Regions from separate parts of the Mus musculus genome. Here all the other regions are linked to region 1. A link is a contact called in public HiChIP or PLAC-seq and promoter capture Hi-C data. All regions are on one chromosome and are shown on one strand. The core of a region is the stretch at or near the end of the contact, and the rest is flanking DNA. Distances in the headings are between cores, read along the strand shown.

Region 1 (3,170 bases), core at 433-2,932:
ACACCTGGTGTTCATGCCTTTTCTTTCTGAGTTGAGCATGGTAGTCCACAGTGTGACTATTCTATGATTTCCTGGTGGTACCCTCCCCCACCCACCAACCCACACCACGGTTGAACCAAGGGTCTGGAGCAGGCTATACAATCACTGCACACCCAGCTCTCATTGCAGAGTGGCCATAACCCAACTTGGGTTGCTGCCATTTTTTTTTAAACTAGAGCCGTAATTAACCAGAGGGCAACAGACATCTGTGGAAATGCGTGCCTGAACAGAGAAGAGGGTGGGTAGGAGGCTGTGGGGAACGGGATTATTTAACAAGGTGCACATATGTATCTGAGTGAACATATGTGCACCATATCCATGCAGGAGTCCTTAGAGGTCAGAGGAGGGCTACAGATCCACTGGAACTGAAGTTACAGATGGCCATGAGCCAACTCATACAGGTGTGGTGGAGCAAACCAGGGTCCTCCACAGAGCACTACCCGCTCTTACTTGGTCCTCCACAGAGCAGTACTCGCTCTTACTTGGTCCTCCACAGAGCAGTACCCGCTCTTACTTGGTCCTCCACAGAGCAGTACCCGCTCTTACTTGGTCCTCCAAGGAGCACTACCCGCTCTTACTTGGTCCTCCACAGAGCACTACCCGCTCTTACTTGGTCCTCCACAGAGCACTACCTGCTCTTACTTGGTCCTCCACAGAGCAGTACCCGCTCTTACTTGGTCCTCCACAGAGCAGTACCTGTTCTTACTTGGTCCTCCACAGAGCACTACCCACTCTTACTTGCTCAGCTGTCTCCCAACCAATTCAGAATCACGCTAGACGGACTGGGGCTATTCAGCTCAGTGGTAAAGTGCTTGCAAGCATTCCGGATGCCCCAGGGTTTGATCCCCAGTGCTACCCAAATTTTTTTTTTAAAAAATCAAATCATCTTCTGTTTTTCTTTTGAAAACTGTGTTCTTGTACACTTTGTATGTGGTTGATGGTCTATCTGCTGAGGAGTGTACTTTGTAGATCTTCCACTGTACTCTTGTCTCTTCCTCCTCCCACACATCTCTCCCTCTCCCAAAGACAACCCCCCAAATCTTGTATGTGTCCTTTTTAATTATTTTGTGTGTGTGTGCATGCGTGTATGCGTGTATGTGTGTTCGTAACACACCGCCCCTCCCCACCCCCACTTCCTCCCTCCCCATCCCCTCACCTCCAACTCCAACTCTCACTTCTTCACTTCCTACCTTATTTTTCCAGACAAGGTCTCTCACTGATCTGGAGTTCCCACATTGGTGAGGCGAGCTACCCAGTGAGCCCCTGGGACCTGCCTGTCTGTCTCCCCAGCCCTGGTTGTTACAGGCCTCGCACTGTCTTGCCTATGGGCTCTGAGAGACTTGAACCCTCCCGCCATTGCCTTCCACACTAAAGCAGCATTTTTGTCCCGGTGGCTAGCTGTCTTCCCTTCCTGGGACCCAGTCCAGTTCTTCTGATAGTGAAAAGACTTAGGTTAAATTCTGCGTTATTCCCCGTGGAGTCACAGTCTGAGTCCCACAGCTGTGGACAGAGGGTCGAGGGGACTTGAAGCAAAGCTGAAAGGCTGACAGGGCTTTGTTCTGGTCCTTTGTCTACAGGAGGCAGGGGAGGAAGGCGGAGTCCTTGGAAAGGATGGAGTCATGGGGGACAGGAAGGCCAAGGGTGGGGCTCTCCCACCTGGCCCCTAGTAGGCCTGCCCTAGCTTCCTGTTCCCTCCCTTTCTACAGCACTGATGTCCGGGTAGCGGGGAGAAGAGAGGGAGGCTGCGCAGCTCAAAGGTGAAATTGTTCTGTTTTCATTCCTGGCAGGGCAGAAAGCCAGTGCACCGCGTTGGGGCCAGGATCCACGGCTCACAGCTTCCACCCCCCACCCCACCCCCCCGGCTCTGGATCCGGTTCTGCTCCCAGCCTGCTGACGTCTATGTTGCTGCTCAGTCTCCTTTGGCTCCTCAGAGCCTCCCCTGGGGAAGCAGGTGAGGGGGGAGCTGCAGTGAGAGAGGGGCTGGTGAGACCCTCGGGACTCCTGATCAAGGATGGGCGGGGTGGGGCGGGGCGGGGTTGGCTGTGAGGCCTGCAGAGCAGGAAGAGGGGTCTCTCCCATCTCTGGCTGTCGAGGCTAGAAGGGGAGGAGAGAAGCCGCAGGCTTCTGATGCCTACACCTGCATCCTGGGGGCAGCAGCTGGCTGACAATGCTGCTTGGACTCTGCTTGCTGTCTGTCTCCCCTCTCTGCAGCTGCCAGCACTCCTCAGTCTACCCTCAACTCCCGAGCCCCTTTCAGGGGGAATTCTTCCTCCTTGTCCTGACACCTTTGCTCTTTTTATCGTCATTCACCACCACCACCATCACCACCACCACCACCACCACCACCACCACCACCACCACCATCACCATCACCACCATCACCACCACCACCACCACCACCACCATCATCACCATCACCACCATCACCACCACCACCATCATCACCATCACATCATCATCACCATCACCATCACCATCACCATCATCATCATCATCATCACTACTGCCACCTTCTCCTTCCTCACCTTCCTATCCCTGCTTCTGTTTCTCTCTTTCCTGCCCTCTCCTCCTCCTCTCTCTCTTTCCTCTTTCCTCTCTCCCCCTTTCTCTCCTCTCCACTCTGCCTTTTGCTGCTCACCTCGCCTTGGGGAACCTCAAAGCCTGCCTTGCTTTTCTCCCAGGATCTCCCAGGCTGGAGAGGCACAGTGGTTATCAGGGCATGGTGCTTACCCAGTGTGCAGGAGAGGCTCCCGGCTGGAGCACCAGCATCCCCTTCCCCAAAGGGAGGGGTAAACGAGCAAAGGGAGAAAAAAAAATAGCGCTGCCCCAAGACTATAAAGTGTGGGGCTCACACCTAAGGACCCCCAGTTCCTTTTTCCTCCCTCCTTTCTGACCTTTAGTGTTTGTTTCTGCTACAGCCCAACTGCAGAGCACTCCAGCGTCCCCTGCAGGCGACAGCTTTAGCAGACAGGGACCCAGCTGGGGAATCTTCATGCACCCTGCTTCCCCAGCGGCTGGGATGAGAGGTGACATCCCAGCTCATAGGAAAGGCATGCCTGAGTCCCTACACAGATGCTAAAGCCAGGTTACAAGAGATGGGGATGCTTCACGCTCACTCCCACTGTGGCTGT
Region 2 (3,170 bases), core at 322-2,821, 240 kb after region 1:
CGGAGCCGCCCAGGAATGAGCCCTCGAGCCGGCGCACCTTAGGGAAGGGGCCACCTAGACTTTGATACGCCTTGGATAAGGGTGTCAAAGTCTCACCTAAATGTGTTTTAGGGGAGGACACTCCTTCCCCGAACTGATGAGTTTCGGGAAGGGGAGCGCTTTCGGACATTCGAGCCTGGAATTGGGAAGGGACCGGGGGCGGAAGAGGAGCGCGCTCCGGAACGCGCGCCTGGAACTCTCCCCAGGAAGCGCGCCACACGCGCTCTGGCCCGGGGCTCTCCAGATTGACTCGGGTCAGCGTGTGCGTGCGGGTTTCAGTCTCTGCTGCCGCCGTCTCTTGTTGGCGCTTAGCATTGCTCGGACTGAAATCTCGAAGTTCTTGGAGCAAGGATGCTAGCGCCTCCAGCTCTTCTGAGCGGTCGTCCTCCTCGGGATCGCGGTCCTGAGTCTGAGGGCGAGGGGGGGCCACAGCGGGCGCTTGGATTTCTGGTGCCGGGAGGCTATGGGTCTGACTGCGCACGGACTCGGTCAGCAGAGCTTCTGCTGCTTCTTCGGGTGTTCCCTGCTGGGAACCTCCCGGGACCGACGGGGGCGAGGCCGGACGGTCCAGTGCCTGCAACAGTACCGAGGCCAGCGCCCGGGGATCCACGCCCTGGAAGAGCTCTCCCTGGTCCTGAGGCTCGGGATTCCGAGCAGCTCGGACCTCTGGTACGCCGTCATCCTTTGGCCGGGACACTGCGTCCTCAGCTACCTGCCCATTATGCTCAGAGCTGAGGGGAGGAGGAAAAACATCGGGGCGCCCGGGGGGCGCTGCTCCCAACCCCTGGATCAGTAGAAGGAAGCAGAAGAGGACGGATGCCGGCAACGTGAAGGTTTTCATGACCAACGGGCTGCCAGAGACTGAAAAATAGAAGAAATCAAAGAAATAGAGGATTTCTATAAGAACTCCCCGCTTTCTATTTCTGCTTTCCCTCCCCCCACCTTTAAGCAGGAAATCCGGGGTTTCCCTCATTTCTCTAACCTTACCCGAAAAGAAACGTTTAGCAGAGAACAAGAAAGATGTGGCGATCTCTGGGGTCGTGCAAATGGGCAGAGAACGCCCGCAATCCTCCTTCTGGGTACCCAGTACCTCCTGTCGCCCCCTTCCCTAAGTCATCTCTCAGCCAGCGCCCGCGTACTAAGCAGCAATGATAAGCGGGAGGGGGGATCTGTTCCCTCCCCACAGGACTCCCCGGATGGTGCGTGGGTGACTTCATCAGCGACAAAAAAGCAGAGACTCCCCTTTTACCAAAGACCCTTCCCGGGGGCACACCGCTATGCTCTCAATACCCCATATGGAAAGAAAATCCTCCCTTCACGCCCACGAGTGAAGAGGGTTGGAGGGATGGACAGCGGAGTATTTACCAGCCGGTGTCACGACGGCGGGAGGTGGAGAGGAGGGTCGGGGCAGGGGGAAAGTCGGGACCGGTCCGCCTTGGCTCTGTTCCGTGGCTGGAGTATGAGCGATGGTCGAGGGCTGGCGTCCTAGAAGCTGGGCTCAGCTGGGTCAGCAACAGCGCTCTCGCTCCGGCTTCAGCACGCTGGACAGCGCCCGCGCCGCCTCTGCCTTATAAAGGGGAGCGCGCGGGGTCACGTGGGATAGCCCCGCCCCATTGACGTCAATGTTCATTCATGGGGAAGCGGGCGGGTGTCTGGTGGACGGTGAAAGTCCAATGATTGGAGGATAAGCGTCGCTCCCGGCCTGCACCTGCGCAGTAGGGCCCTCGGCTAGAGGGGCGTGCGCTAGCCGAGCTCCGGGAAATGAATGAATGAATGAATGAATGAAATGTCGAGGCGGGCGGGGCAGGGGGCTATGAATGAATGAAGGAGGGACGAGGAGAAAAGGATGAATGAATGAATGTAAAAATGAATGGAAGGGTGGGTACAGAGGAACCAGAAGGCGGGAGGGTGGGTTACAAAGCACTTGCGGCGCGGAGCCTGCGTTGCTGAGCAGAATAGGAAGAGGGCACCGCCAGCATCTAATTGGGCGCCAGTAAAAGATCAGTACTGGATGGGGGGACGGTAAGGGTTTGAAAGGGGAAGGGGCCTGGCTCCCTACTCCGCCACAGTATGGTCTATAGGGAGCACGCCCAAGGACAACTTGAACCTGAGAGGAGGGGGTGGATTTGCGGTGCGGGATGCCCGCCCAGGGTCAGCGCAGATGGGTGGATCTTGCGGTTTGGGTAATCACCTTGGAAAGGGTCCTAGTCGAGAGAGAAAAGGGAAAGATTGACGATGTGTGTGCCTTTGGGTCGTGTCTGTTCAAACCAGTTCGTGTCTGAAGGGGTTGGGGAAAAAAAGGTGTGTCTGTCCTTCTGGCCAGCGGGCTCTGCTGTGGCTGTTAGGGGGTTCCTGTTGTGCCCCCTTTTAATCCAACTCTCCCACACCCTTCAGCCTGTCTCCCTCTCCCCCACAGCCCCCACCCAAGGACATTTGGAGGGCGAGAGCAGACCAGGTGGGGAGGGGGTTGAGCAGGTGGAGAGGGTGACTCAACTCCATTTCTCTCTACCGCTTAAAGGGGAGGTCTGAACGCGACCGGGGGGGGGGGGTGAATTGCAACGTCAGAGATGGACCCTCTCAGCCATCAGACCCTTCGACCGTATCTCCTGCCCAGAGGGGTTGGGGCTGGGGGCTTGGACAGTTAGAGGTTCCGGGAGTGGGGGGCGATGACGCAGAGATTGCGCAGAAAATCTATCAGCCAGCCGGGTCCAGTGAAGGGAGACCAGACGTGGGCGGGGGTGGGATGGGAGGACGGAAATGGGGAGGGGGTAGAGGAGAGGGAAAGGTGGCCCCGGGAGCTGCTACTGCAGGAATGAAGGGGAGGGAGGAAGGCTGGAGGGGGCTGCGGTGCAGGCGGAGAGCAGTGCGGGGGCGTGGGCAGGGAAAGGGGGGGGACAATGACACACACCAGACACACAAGGACTGCGGACACAGGGGTGCTTATAGGCACACGCAAAGCCCCCCCGCACCCTGACACTTTGGAAACCAGAATGGGGAGGGCATCTGGAGGGTCTCAGAACCTCTTTCAGAGTCAGCCCCCTCATACCATCCTGTTACTGACCCTCATTTTAAGCCCCTAGCTCGTGCACGCGCGAGGGCGCGCGCGCGGGCACACACACACACACACACAC
Region 3 (3,170 bases), core at 372-2,871, 140 kb before region 1:
AAACACCTAAAACTCAGCTCTAAGAGATTGCCGTGTCTTCTGGCCTCCATGGACAGTCATATGCATATACTTACATGGGCACGCACACACACACACACATACATAAATAGCCACCCTCAGATTTTCCTTCCTTCCATTTCCTGTGGCTTCTGCAGGCTGGCAAGACATGGCTCTCCACAGGCTGTATCCAGAGCTGTGCCTGCGTGGAAGGGACCATTCAGTGCCAGAATTTCCAGTGTCCCCCCGGAACGTACTGCAACCACAACAATAACTGTGCTAAAATACGTAAGAGAGTCATGGGGAAAGGTGGGGCTTATGGCTGGAGAGACCAGAGCAAAGCAACAAGGCGCTTCCTCTGAGCCCATAGTAGGGGTGGATTCTGTAGTACCACAGCCGCGTCTCTTCTGAGTGTTAGTCTCCCGATGGGTGGCTTCCCATATTCACTTGGGAGATTTCATTCTTTATACATTCTTCTAATACGTACTTGTCACGAGAGCCATGCTCAGCAAACAAATGTTTCTGGAACGAACAATAAAAGTGTGGCGGGGGAGCCCCAAGGCTTCCTTCATTTTCCCTAACCTGGCTCCTATAGACCTGGCCTGCCTCTCATCTTTTCCACTAACTATGCTTTTCCTGCCCCACAGCTCTGCAGTGCCCAGCTCACAGCCACTTCACCAGCTGCCTTCCCTCCTGTCCACCTTCCTGTGCCAACCTGGATGGCAGCTGTGAGCAGACCAGCCCCAAAGTCCCTTCCACCTGCAAGGAGGGCTGCCTCTGTCAACCTGGCTACTTCTTGAATAATGGCAAGTGTGTGCTCCAAACTCACTGCGACTGCAAAGATGCTGAGGGTGGCCTTGTTCCGGTGAGTGGGTGCGGGAAGCGGGGAAGATGGCTTGGTGACCAAGTGCTTGCTGTGCAAGGGCAAGGCTCCAAGTTTAAATCCCAGGTGCCCACATTAAGCTGGGCTTGGAATCCCCAGAAGCTGGCAAGGTGGCTGGCCAGGTGTTCACTGGGAAGACTAGCAACAATGAAACAAGAGACGAGGAGACCCCGTCTCAGTACAAGCTGGAGAAAGTGAGACCCAATCAACACTCTGACTGCTTCTCCTCTACTTAAACTGCTCTATCTCCTGGCTCTGTCTTCAGGTGGAGGCATGCAGGGCTCTGCATCCACCTAAGAGCTCTGCATTCAAGAATGGAACACACACACACACACACACACACACACACACACACACACACACACCAGATTATTTTTAATATGCCTTACCTAGCTCAATGGCTGGGCACTTCCAACCCTCTCCATCCTACCACCACCCCACCCCGTCCCCACAGCTAATACACTGCCCTTCAATATTCCTGAGTTAACCCTTTCTAAATCTATATTTTATCTTTACTGCCCCCCCCCCTGTTCCTTCTGGACAGCCCTCCCATGGGGCCGCTTTCCCTTTGCACCAATATTTTGGTCATCTCACCCCCCTGCTCTTTCATTACATGGTCCGTCCTATGCCCCTCTCATGGCGGACCTCAATTCTCTTCTCCTGCCTTTTGCCTTGGAATCCTTAAATTCCCTCCTCTCTCTCCCTTCCCAGCTATTGGCCAATGACAACTTTATTTCCCAATCAAAGCCAACTAGGGACAGGCTTCCTTTAACCTAAATGCAGAGTACATAATTAGCATAGGCACACAAGCTGCTACATAATTAATTTTTAAGTAAAGATTACGTTTTACAAAGCTAGGAGCCAAGGAATGGCTCCAAAAGGACACTTGCTCTCAAGCCTGAACACCCAAGTTTGATCAGCAAGACCCACATGGTGGAAGGAAAGAACTGGCTCACACAAGTTGTCCTCTGACCTCATGTGTCTTGGCTTGCGTCTCTGGCTGGCCCTTGAGTTTGAAACTTGGTCAGGGCCTGGCACTTGCTGGGCAAGAACTCTACAACTGAGCCATGTACCTGGCCTCTCAATAATGACTGTGCAAGTTAGCTGTGACTAAGCCTTGCTTAGAATCCCTTCTGAGCATTGTAGGCCTGTGTTCTACCACTGAGCCACGCCCAGCCCCTCACTGTGGGTATTCTAGGCAGGAGCTCTCCCACTGAGACATATTACTAGTCTCTCACTGGGGGATTCTACATGGATATTCTACCACGGAGCTAACTCATTTGCCCTAGATATAGTCTTTTTTTTTCAGTATTTTCCATCTCTAGCTGTTTGACTCAATTGTTGTAAAACCTGTAGACAGAGGGCAAATGCAACTACTTTCGACAGGAGGTGAGTCTGTCTCTCTAGGACACTCTCTTTTCCTGTGACTTCCACAGGCAGGCAAGACCTGGACCTCCAAGGACTGTACCCAGAGCTGTGCCTGCACAGGAGGGGCTGTTCAGTGCCAGAATTTCCAGTGTCCCTTGGGGACTTACTGCAAAGACAGTGGTGACGGCAGCAGCAACTGCACCAAAATCCATAAGGGAGCCATGGGGGACGGTGTGCTCATGGCTGGAGGGATCAGAGGTAGGGCATGAAGGAGCTTAGTCCTCTGATCTTGGAGGTTGGTGATAGGAGGTCCCACAGTGGAGAGGAATCCTGGACACCCTGCTCTGGGCTGGGCTGGGCCCTTTCCTACTTTAAATCTCCCATGGTTAGTCTCCCATGCTGACTTGAGAGAGACATCATTTTTAGTCTCCCACACTTACTAAAAATCAGTTTTCATACCTTCTTCCGCAGGGCTTGGCTAAAAAAGCCCACGCTCAGTAAATGTTCCCTAAATGAATAACAAAAGGAAAACAAGGCCTACAGTTCTGCTGCTCCTCTTGCTGTCTTCGCTTTCTCTAACCTCAGCTCTCTTGGGTCTCCTCATTAACTCTACCCTCTCTGCCCCCCACAGCTCTGCAGTGCCCAGCTCACAGCCACTTCACCAGCTGCCTTCCCTCCTGTCCACCTTCCTGCTCCAACCTGGATGGCAGCTGCGTGGAATCCAACTTCAAAGCCCCCTCGGTCTGCAAGAAGGGCTGTATCTGTCAACCCGGCTACTTGTTAAATAACGATAAGTGTGTGCTCCGAATTCAGTGTGGCTGCAAGGACACCCAAGGTGGCCTCATTCCCGTGAGTGGACTCGGAGAGTGGGGTTGGTGGGTGGCTGAGGAGATGGCTCACTGGCTAAAATGTTGCCTTGCAA

The links. HiChIP or PLAC-seq counts read pairs in DNA pulled down with a chosen protein or histone mark. Capture Hi-C pulls out chosen DNA fragments and counts their contacts.
Region 2: a contact with region 1 is called in an H3K4me3 HiChIP or PLAC-seq map of embryonic stem cells, with 21 read pairs. The contact joins the promoter of Vgf here to the enhancer-like site in region 1. A contact is called at or near these places in 11 of 115 datasets of contacts at active chromatin or transcription factors (bone marrow-derived macrophages, embryonic basal ganglia, embryonic forebrain and 8 more).
Region 3: a contact with region 1 is called in a promoter capture Hi-C map of adipose tissue. The contact joins two enhancer-like sites. A contact is called at or near these places in 5 of 39 promoter capture datasets (embryonic stem cells, liver, second pharyngeal arch cranial neural crest and 2 more), 1 of 484 Hi-C or Micro-C datasets (nephron progenitors), 3 of 115 datasets of contacts at active chromatin or transcription factors (embryonic stem cells and pancreatic cancer cells) and 3 of 9 other capture datasets (adipose tissue, embryonic stem cells and liver).

What each region holds. Positions count from the first base shown.
Region 1 is chr5:137,267,308-137,270,477 of GRCm38.p6, reverse strand. No RefSeq gene overlaps it. Among named protein-coding and RNA genes, the nearest start is that of Ache, 19 kb to the left of the region's middle. Within about 2 kb of position 1,682, at least 48 of the 459 cell types and tissues checked have an H3K27ac peak or open chromatin away from gene starts, as enhancers often do. A contact at or near this core is called in adipose tissue and embryonic stem cells, where this site is marked.
Region 2 is chr5:137,028,696-137,031,865 of GRCm38.p6, reverse strand. It overlaps Vgf (VGF nerve growth factor inducible), which reads right to left and starts at 1,571. Exons shown (of 2, transcript NM_001039385.1): 1 at 1,405-1,571; 2 at 1-900. The coding sequence starts at 880.
Region 3 is chr5:137,402,957-137,406,126 of GRCm38.p6, reverse strand. It overlaps Zan (zonadhesin), which reads left to right. Exons shown (of 88, transcript NM_011741.2): 61 at 156-285; 62 at 645-862; 63 at 2,317-2,506; 64 at 2,880-3,097. Among named protein-coding and RNA genes, the nearest start is that of Ephb4, 54 kb to the right of the region's middle. Within about 2 kb of position 1,621, at least 6 of the 459 cell types and tissues checked have an H3K27ac peak or open chromatin away from gene starts, as enhancers often do. A contact at or near this core is called in adipose tissue, where this site is marked.